Linked DNA regions of Zea mays: regions 1 and 2 are each linked to region 3. The links are chromatin contacts, called in public Hi-C maps. All regions are on one chromosome and are shown on one strand. The core of a region is the stretch at or near the end of the contact, and the rest is flanking DNA. Distances in the headings are between cores, read along the strand shown. Region 1 holds the start of LOC100283831. Region 2 holds the start of LOC100274244 (Calcium-dependent lipid-binding (CaLB domain) family protein). Region 3 holds the start of LOC100191504 (P-loop NTPase domain-containing protein LPA1 homolog 1).

Region 1 (2,808 bases), core at 159-2,658, 420 kb before region 3:
GATGGTACCACCACCACCACCCCTTGTGCCGATCGGTTGCTCCTCCACGCGATCAGCTGTGCTAAACATCTGTGCTATAACAGCAGGCGTCAGCGAAGCCCAGGCCCAGGACTGGAGGCAGCAAGACACCATGTCTTCGCCAGCAGGATCTATTTCGCAACATGTCAAGGAGTCGCCTAAGACGCTCTCGAGTCTGTCCTGGGTTTCTTCTCTCCTGCTCTTTGTGTGCAGAAGCCCCCTGAAACCGTTCCAGAATATTTAGTTTTCATCGTATCACAGAATAAGACAATTCTTGGTATCCGAGACAAGATGGTCGATGAAGAAATAAAAAGCTACAAGTTTTCATCCTATCACAGAATATTAGTCTTGGAATTTAGCGAGAGAGAGAAAAAAAAATATTCTCCGAAAAGGATGTGTTTTGAGCTAAACCGACCTGGCATCTGTGATGAAGAAAAGGTCCAGCACACTCCCATCAGGCGTGGTAGAGACCTTCACCCTCCGGATCGTGAGCTCTAGCTCACACAAAACGCGTGTCACATCTGTGGAACACCGAATTCCCACGAAAAGATCCAAAATTAGACCCTTTTTTTCTTCAGTAGCAGATGTGCTTGCTTGGCTTACATTAAAAATTCAAATTTGCTGGACGGATATGAAGTAGTTACTGAACCTAGCACTTGGCATAGAACAGAGCAACAGCCGGAGGTGGATTCAGAGGCGTTACCGTGCAAGAGTCCCATCCGGTCGAAGCAGCATAGCTTGAGCAGGAAGAGCTGTGGCGCGGGAGGCGGAACGTCCTGCAGGCCAGCCGCCGCCGCGAGGTACGCGTCGTGGGACCCGAAGCCGAATGGCGGCGCGACGGGGCAGAGCTGAAGCAACCGGTCCTTGAGGAGGTCCCACGGCACGGCCACGGGCCGCCGCCCGCGCGGCAACAGCCAGAACACGATGTAGCACCAGCGGCCGTCGGTGCTCATGTCTCCCTTGACGACGCTGAGGCCGAAGAGGAGGACGGCCCGGCACAGGTCGCAGCCCAGTCCTGTCTTGTCGGGGCAGCTCACGGTGACGACGGTGGGCTCGCCGGCGGCGTCGGCGTGCCGGATTTGCACCACGTCGTCGCCGTCGCTGGGTATCCCCATCAGCTGCGATGGCGGTGTCAGTCTCAGAAGCAGCAGCAAGCGGTGGCAGATTCGCGGAATCCACGGCCGTGCCGCCGATGCGCTTTGCAAGCGGCTGCTCTAGACTGGGAGGACGGGATCCTCCTCCTCTTCCTGCTCGGTTGCCGCGGCCGCGGGGACAGACAGCGGAGGCTGCGCTGGAGGTGCACGGAATCTTTGTGGATGGATTCGCTGGTCTAAAGCGAGATCCCTCCTTGCTCATCTTCTCACTCATCTTCCTGGGGGAGAAAAGAAAACGAAAGTGATGTGCTTGTTGTGGACAAGTCAGCAACCCGCATACGAGGCAGCCCAACATTGGTTGGTCGGTGCAAAACGCAGAAACGAGGGAACAGGGAAGTGAAAAAACTACCGGATTGCAAACCACTGGAATAGAAAAAAAATGGATTGTTTGGACCGCAGAAAAGAAAATTGAATCTGTAAATATTATGTCCTATAAACAAAGTGGCTATTGGCCGTTGCTTGCTTCTTCTCGTCACTAAATAGTTGCACCCCTCCTATCCTGAATACAGAAAAAAAAGTAGTACCACACAACAAGACAAGTATGCATGTGATCATTCTTAAACCTTGGAGAGTTGCACATCTCTCGTCCTAGTGCTGGCAACTTTATTTTAGTGGTACGAGGCGTTTTTTTTTTCTTTCTATGGCTCTAAATTATCATCGCCGACGATCACAAGATGAAGATGAATACATTTTCTCATCCACCTAACACCGGAAGAAGGTAGCTCATCCATATCATCGAAAATGAAGCAATACACAATTCTATAAGAGCAGTAGCATTAATTTAACTGTAATATAGGCTAAAAGATGATGTGGCAAGCAATTAAATGAAGAAAGAGTAAGAAATCAGGTCTTACATAAGACTTGGTTTTAACACGATATCCAAGACACAATGAGAGAGATGAGTATTAAATTAAGTTAAATAATATTGATGTTTGCGTTGAAGAGGTAGTGTCTAGTAGTAGTTTCTAGATGACGTGGAGGCTATAGAAACTATAAGTAAGCCATGTTTGTTTCAGCCTTTTTTAGCTTCTGACCACCAGAAGTTGCTGCGGACTGCCAAACACTCAGCTTTTCAGCTCGCTTTTATAAGAATTGATTTAATAAAAACCATCCAAAATCAACATGAATACAGAATCGGCCGAGTCGTTGCAATAGTAGGAATCCGTCTCTTTCTAGATCCTGAACCCTTAGAAAAGCTGGTCAGAAAAAGCTAGATTCTTAGAAAAACTGGATTCCTCCATATGTAATGTCCACGATACTCAGATTCTTCTCACAACAAGATTGCCTCCACAACCAGATTCTTAGAAAAGTTGGTCAGGAAAAAGCTGAAGCAAACAGGCCCGTAGAGTCTTGGGTTGGGCTGCTCTAAGGAATGGGGGCACATTTACTTCTGAAACTCTAACAGGGCATCAGGTCGAGTGCAAAAGATGTTTCCATGTGGAAAAAGAGATTTACCAAACTCTTGCTCAAAGATTGTGTGAAAATAAACTCCTATGGTTTGGATTGATGATGGGTGATTGTCAACGGATAGCGTCTCGAGTTGAGTCATATACTAACCCAGATGTGAGTTATGTGTGTGCAACCATGTCCCTCGGCTTGTGTTGTGCAGGCGTGGAGCACAGGTACTGTGGTCCAC
Region 2 (2,763 bases), core at 224-2,723, 350 kb before region 3:
GCATTTTTCCATTCCTCAGGTGAGGATCTCAAATCTCAACATCAACCCCGCCGCGATAAACCACAACTGAGAAAAGAAACTGAAGGCAGGAATAGAGAACATGATCTACTATGCGATTCATACAGCAAACATCTAGGACAGCGAGACGAAGGTGGAGGTGGATGGCAAGCGTAGCAGCCGGGCAAACGATCGGAGGATCAGGACCCATCAGTAGTCGTCGTCGCCGCCATAGTCGTCGTTGCCGCCATAGTCGTCGTAGCCACCCCCGTAGCCGCCGCCGCCGCCGCCGTACGACTCCTCCCTCTCCAGGTTGTCCTCCACCCGCTCCGACACGCGCTCCTCGAACTTGTCCTCCAGGTAGCTCGCCCCGCCGGCCAGCGCCAGCCCTCCGAGCACGCCCGCCGCCGCGCCCACTGCCAGCCCCGTCCCCATCCCCATCTTGTTCTTCTTCTTCCCGTCGGAAGCAACGGCGCCGGTTCCGTACGCGGCGGTGGCGGCGACAGGAGGAGCGCCGTATGCAGCGGCAGGAGGAGCGCCGTACGCTGCCGCTGGCTGAGGCGGCGGCGCGGCGCCGTAGGTGGAAGGGTACCCCGCCGGGGGCGCTGCGGTGTAGGGCTGCGCGGCGCCGTAGGCGCCGCCACCGTAGGCGCCACCACCGGAACCGTATCCGCCTCCGGAGCCGTAGTAGCCGCCGGCAGCAGCAGCGGACGAGCCGTAGGGGTCACGGGTGCCGCCGCCCGTGTTGGCGTAGGCCGCGGGGGCCGGGTAGGGGTTGGGGTCGTAGTACCTGGACGGCTCCTTGACGGCGACGCGGACGTCGAGGCGGCCGTGGGGGCGGCCCGAGGGGCGCTTGAGGCGGAGGCTGCGCGAGGCCTTGCCCCCGACCCCGGCGTCGTCGAGGACGTCGCGGAGCGGGAGGCGCGCGGAGCCGACGAGCGGCTTGACGCCCTGGGCGGCGTTGGCGTGGACGACGTCGACGTAGAGGACGGCGTCGTCGAGGCGGGAGGTGGGCGGGAGCGGGACGAGCAGCTTCTCGTCCCACGCCGGGCTCTCGCCGTTGTCGAGGTCGACGCGGGTCGAGCACTTGCTGCCGGAGTCGATCCACACCACGGCGTAGGGCTTGAGGTCGCCGTTGCGCCAGTTGACGTTCTTGAGGTCCCGGGCGGAGCCGACGGTGACCTCCACCTCGTAGCGGGAACCCATCGCTGGTGTCCGCGAGAGGATCGGGGGAAAGCTTTTCTTTGATTCTGTGGTGACTCCACTCCACGAACTGGAGCAACACCGGGAGGTAGGCGGCCGGTATAAATACGGACTTGACGTGCGAATGTTAGCACGCACGCGGGGTCCGGGAAAACGACGCCGGGCACGGGCTGCCTGCCCTGTGGGCTGTGGCGGCTCGGCTGGGGGGCGGTGCCAGTGGGGAAGGTGGAGACGACGGGACCTTCCCCTCCAGTCTCCACGCGGCTTCCAAACCTGTGCCTACTGTGTGCGCGTGTGCCACTTGCCAGGGGAAGATGCTCGCCTCCCTCCCAGAGTCCCAGGTCTGCGGTCTGCACCACCACCGGTGGCTTCGCTTCTGGCTTCAATGCGGGCCCACCTCACCCACCCAACCACCCCAAGCGAAACGGAACGGCTACCACGGCCGTGTCCTTGCTCGTCGTCTTCCCTCTTGGATTAGCAATGCCTGCGGTCTTTTCCTGGTCTGCGGTGCTGTTTCAATTCGCTGTCTCGTTTGCTTGGCTATTAAGGAATGACGACATTGCCCCCCGTTAGGTGCACGCAGGCTCGGTCTACCGTGCATTCTTTTCTTTCCTTCCACGGTAGTCTAACGTTGATTATTATTCATCCAACACTGGGCTACGTATGTACATGGACTGCATCACCAATATTTTAGCTACGCTGTGCTGACCAGTTCACGCACCCGGCCTACCCGAGCAACTTGCGGCCCGAGTTTAAACCTTCATTTGAATTTCTGCGCCAGAAGTTGACACTTAATTTGTTGTGATTATATACTGCTTCCGTTTTCGAGTATTTATCGTCCATTAATTTATTTTTAAACTTAGCATGTAATAATTTAGAATAAAGAAACGCCATGCAGCCGAAGATGAAATGGCACTGCGGTGAACAAAAATAGTTCTTCTAAAAACGGGTTCCATAGCACCGTGAAAGAATTCTATCTCTATGATATTAAGAACCTAACGTGGTTAACTAGTACTACCATCGTTTCACCTTTGGCACTAACACTCTAGACCTGCCGCATGCGCCCCGCCTCGACGTCGTGCGCTGTGTGGACACGACGTCTAGCGCCCGTGCAGCGCTCTCTTAGCTACTGCCTTATGGACACCATCGCTCCCCTGTTTCAAAAATTTAGGCTAACCATCATACCACACATAACTTAGTGTTTATAAAACAATAATTATATTTAAATAAATATTTCACTACATATTTATATGATATATAACAACTATAGCATAGCACGAGTAACTGACTATTAGTAAATATATTACGAGTGCTTAATTTTTTTTAAATTTCCATGTAAGCCTTCCGACTAAAAAGCAGTTATTTAGATTTTGAGTCTGATGTCACGCTCAAGTATAGATTATTTTTTTTAGATTTCCATGTAAGCCTTCCGACTAAAAAACAGTTATTTGGATTTTGAGTCTGATGTCACGCTCAAGTATAGATCACAGAAGTTCAAAGCCCGCCACCACACATGTAGATGTCTATGACTCTATGTAGTTGTGGCAATATGAATGGATAAAA
Region 3 (2,700 bases), core at 121-2,620:
AAGTAAGAAAAAATAAAATTATTACCAGCAACGTAGAAAGAGTAGACTTGCCACAGCCACTAGTTCCACAAAGAAGAACCGTGATAGATTCCTTTCGTTCACGAATCCTAAGGCAAGATGAAAGAACATAAGTGAAAGGGACAAGGATACAATATGAACACCTTTAAAAAGTTCCCTTTGAAATGTATGTGATCAATCCGGAGGCACTAATGCTTGTGGGTCTGAAACAGTAAAGGGGTGTTTGGTTTGTAGGGACTAATTTTTAGTCCCTCCATTTTATACTATTTTAATCCCTAAATTGCCATATACAGAAACTAAAATAGAGTTTTAGTTTCCGTATTTTACAATTTATGAACTAAAATGGAATAAAATGGAGGGACTAAAAATTAGTCCCTAGAAACCAAACACCCCCTAAGTGCAGTTTACATCGGTGACAACACAAGTATGGAAATTCGTTATAGATGTTAGCCCCTATAACAATTGCAATAAGACAATTTGAATCTCGTCCAATCGGCAAATAGGCATAGTTTGCATAGTCATCCTTTCAAGGAGTAACATTAGTATTGATTATGCTAAGTAATCAAATCACCATGCTACCTTGGCGTGTTCAGAATTATCTGTCCTGAGCATCACATTCAGAAATCAGGTTATATTATATATGAGCTGCTGAATGTTTCAGAACGACGTGACAAGCATGAACAGCGACGCAACAACAGATTACCTCAAAATGAGGGAATTTTTCAATTATTTTCTCAGCAAAATGAGGAAATCTTGAATTGCAGTGGCAGAAGAGAGGAGGGCAGGAAAGGTGTGGCGGACGGACCTGCAGGCGAGCATGAGATCGGCGCGCTGGTTGGGGGCAACGTACTTGTAGAGGGCGAGGGCGTCGAGGACGAGGTCGAGGAAGAGGTCCCTTGGGAGGAGGACGGTGGTCCGGCGCTTGTATAGCTCGAACTGGAACTGGCGGGGGCTTGCGGTCGGGGTGGCTTCGGCGACCTCGTACCTTTGTACCCGGGCGGAGGTGGCCGTGTCGCCGTGGCCCTGGTGGTCACCCCGGATGACATCAAACACCCTGCGGCTGATCTATACAAGAGAAAAGGAGGGAGCGGAGGACCGAATCAGACAAAAACACACGAAACATCGGAGGTCCGGTGGGATCGACATCGAAGATGTAGAGGCGGACGGACGGACCTCGAAGGCGTGGCGTGGCTTGCATCCCATGAGCTGGAGGGTGCTATGGAGGAGGGAGCGCGTGTATCGGAAGGAGGAGGCGTTCTCGTCAACCACCACAATGTACAGCAGCTTCGCCGACGCCATGGGCGCCGTGGCTGGAGGTCGCCGGCAGAAGGGAAGGTGGCGGTCCGCTCCGGTGGCTCTCCTTTCCCTTGCGTCGTCTGGTTCCTCCGGTCTTGTTCTGGTTCTGGTTCTTATTCGGTGGGTCAGCTCGGATAGTCGTGGCTCCTCGGTTTGGGCTTTTCCCGTGCCCTTTCACCTGCCGGGCCTGACACGACACGGCGGCTTACATCTTCTACCACAATTTGAATTTCGCCTCACCTCATTCTTAATAAATAACTAGCCCCCTCATTCTTAATAAATAACTAGCTCCGTGATTTTACTACGGTTTTTATATATCATATAAATAGATATTAAAATATTTATTCAAATATAATTATTATTTATTTGTAAACATTAAGTTACATATAGTTTTGTGGTTAGCCACAAATTTCTAGAGTAGGGAATGTGTGTTCAAATGCTCGTTTTGCACTATTTTTATATAAATATTGTTTATTTCCAAACACTAAGGTACGTGTGGTCTGATGATGGCTGCGCGAGCAGTAGTTGAGAGAATGCTAAGCGTGGAGCTAACATGGCACGACGCCGAGGCGAAGGCGCGTGGGACAGACACAGTGTGTCAGCGCGAGGTGAAGCCGTGGTAGCACCAGGTAACTACTTTTCGTTCTTAATAGTAGTAGAAATAATAATAAAGCCTAAGACGTTTTGAGTGTTTTAATAATTTTATTATACATTTACATATAATATTGAAGTGGTTGGTTTAGAGAATTATTCCGTTCTAGATGATGTCATATTATGAGTCTATCACTGAATTTAGTGAAATAACTTTATTTCTCATACACTACTATTAATTATTATCTTATGAGAAATAGGTGATGATATATGAACTCATTCTATTTTATAAACTAAATAAAAATTAGAGTGAGATGATGACAGACTATCTCATTTTACAAAACAAACACATTCTACGTTTAGATATGTGGTAAGAGCAATATATCCAGAATAATTAAAATATTTTATAATTTAGAATAAAGATTGCAGTAAATATATGCACTCATTACACCGACTGCAGCATGAGATATATTTTATTGTGGGGTTCTTGCGAAAATAAGCAAGCATTTTTTATCAGATTTATTTAATTGAGCTTAGCCTAACCTTATAAATCAAATAAACTTTTAGACCCATAATAAAAGTGATTACAACAATAACGAGGTAATCTGGTAAGGAAAATTGATATTGTGATGGTTTAACTGTAATAGATGGTTATTGCAGATGGACCCTCTCGTGATTCTTATCCACCAAATCAGCCCTTAAAAAAGAGAAAGACATGCCACACACTAAAACGTCCTAAATGGGATCAGGCCGCCATATCCATAACATAAGTTCTGTGATATTGATGAAAGTTTT

The links. Hi-C and Micro-C count contacts between places; a contact is called where the count stands out from the background.
Region 1: a contact with region 3 is called in a Hi-C map of leaf, with 6 times the contacts expected there. The contact joins the promoter of LOC100283831 here to the promoter of LOC100191504 in region 3. A contact is called at or near these places in 2 of 25 Hi-C or Micro-C datasets (ear and leaf).
Region 2: a contact with region 3 is called in a Hi-C map of tassel, with 2.0 times the contacts expected there. The contact joins the promoter of LOC100274244 here to the promoter of LOC100191504 in region 3. A contact is called at or near these places in 2 of 25 Hi-C or Micro-C datasets (ear and tassel).

What each region holds. Positions count from the first base shown.
Region 1 is chr2:169,184,398-169,187,205 of Zm-B73-REFERENCE-NAM-5.0, reverse strand. LOC100283831 reads right to left here and starts at 1,408. Exons shown (of 5, transcript NM_001156729.2): 1 at 722-1,408; 2 at 434-539; 3 at 1-238. The coding sequence starts at 1,133.
Region 2 is chr2:169,113,937-169,116,699 of Zm-B73-REFERENCE-NAM-5.0, reverse strand. LOC100274244 (Calcium-dependent lipid-binding (CaLB domain) family protein) reads right to left here and starts at 1,473. Exons shown (of 1, transcript NM_001148612.1): 1 at 1-1,473. The coding sequence starts at 1,203. The coding sequence ends at 208.
Region 3 is chr2:168,768,526-168,771,225 of Zm-B73-REFERENCE-NAM-5.0, reverse strand. LOC100191504 (P-loop NTPase domain-containing protein LPA1 homolog 1) reads right to left here and starts at 1,370. Exons shown (of 7, transcript NM_001136936.1): 1 at 1,192-1,370; 2 at 824-1,083; 3 at 26-107. The coding sequence starts at 1,317.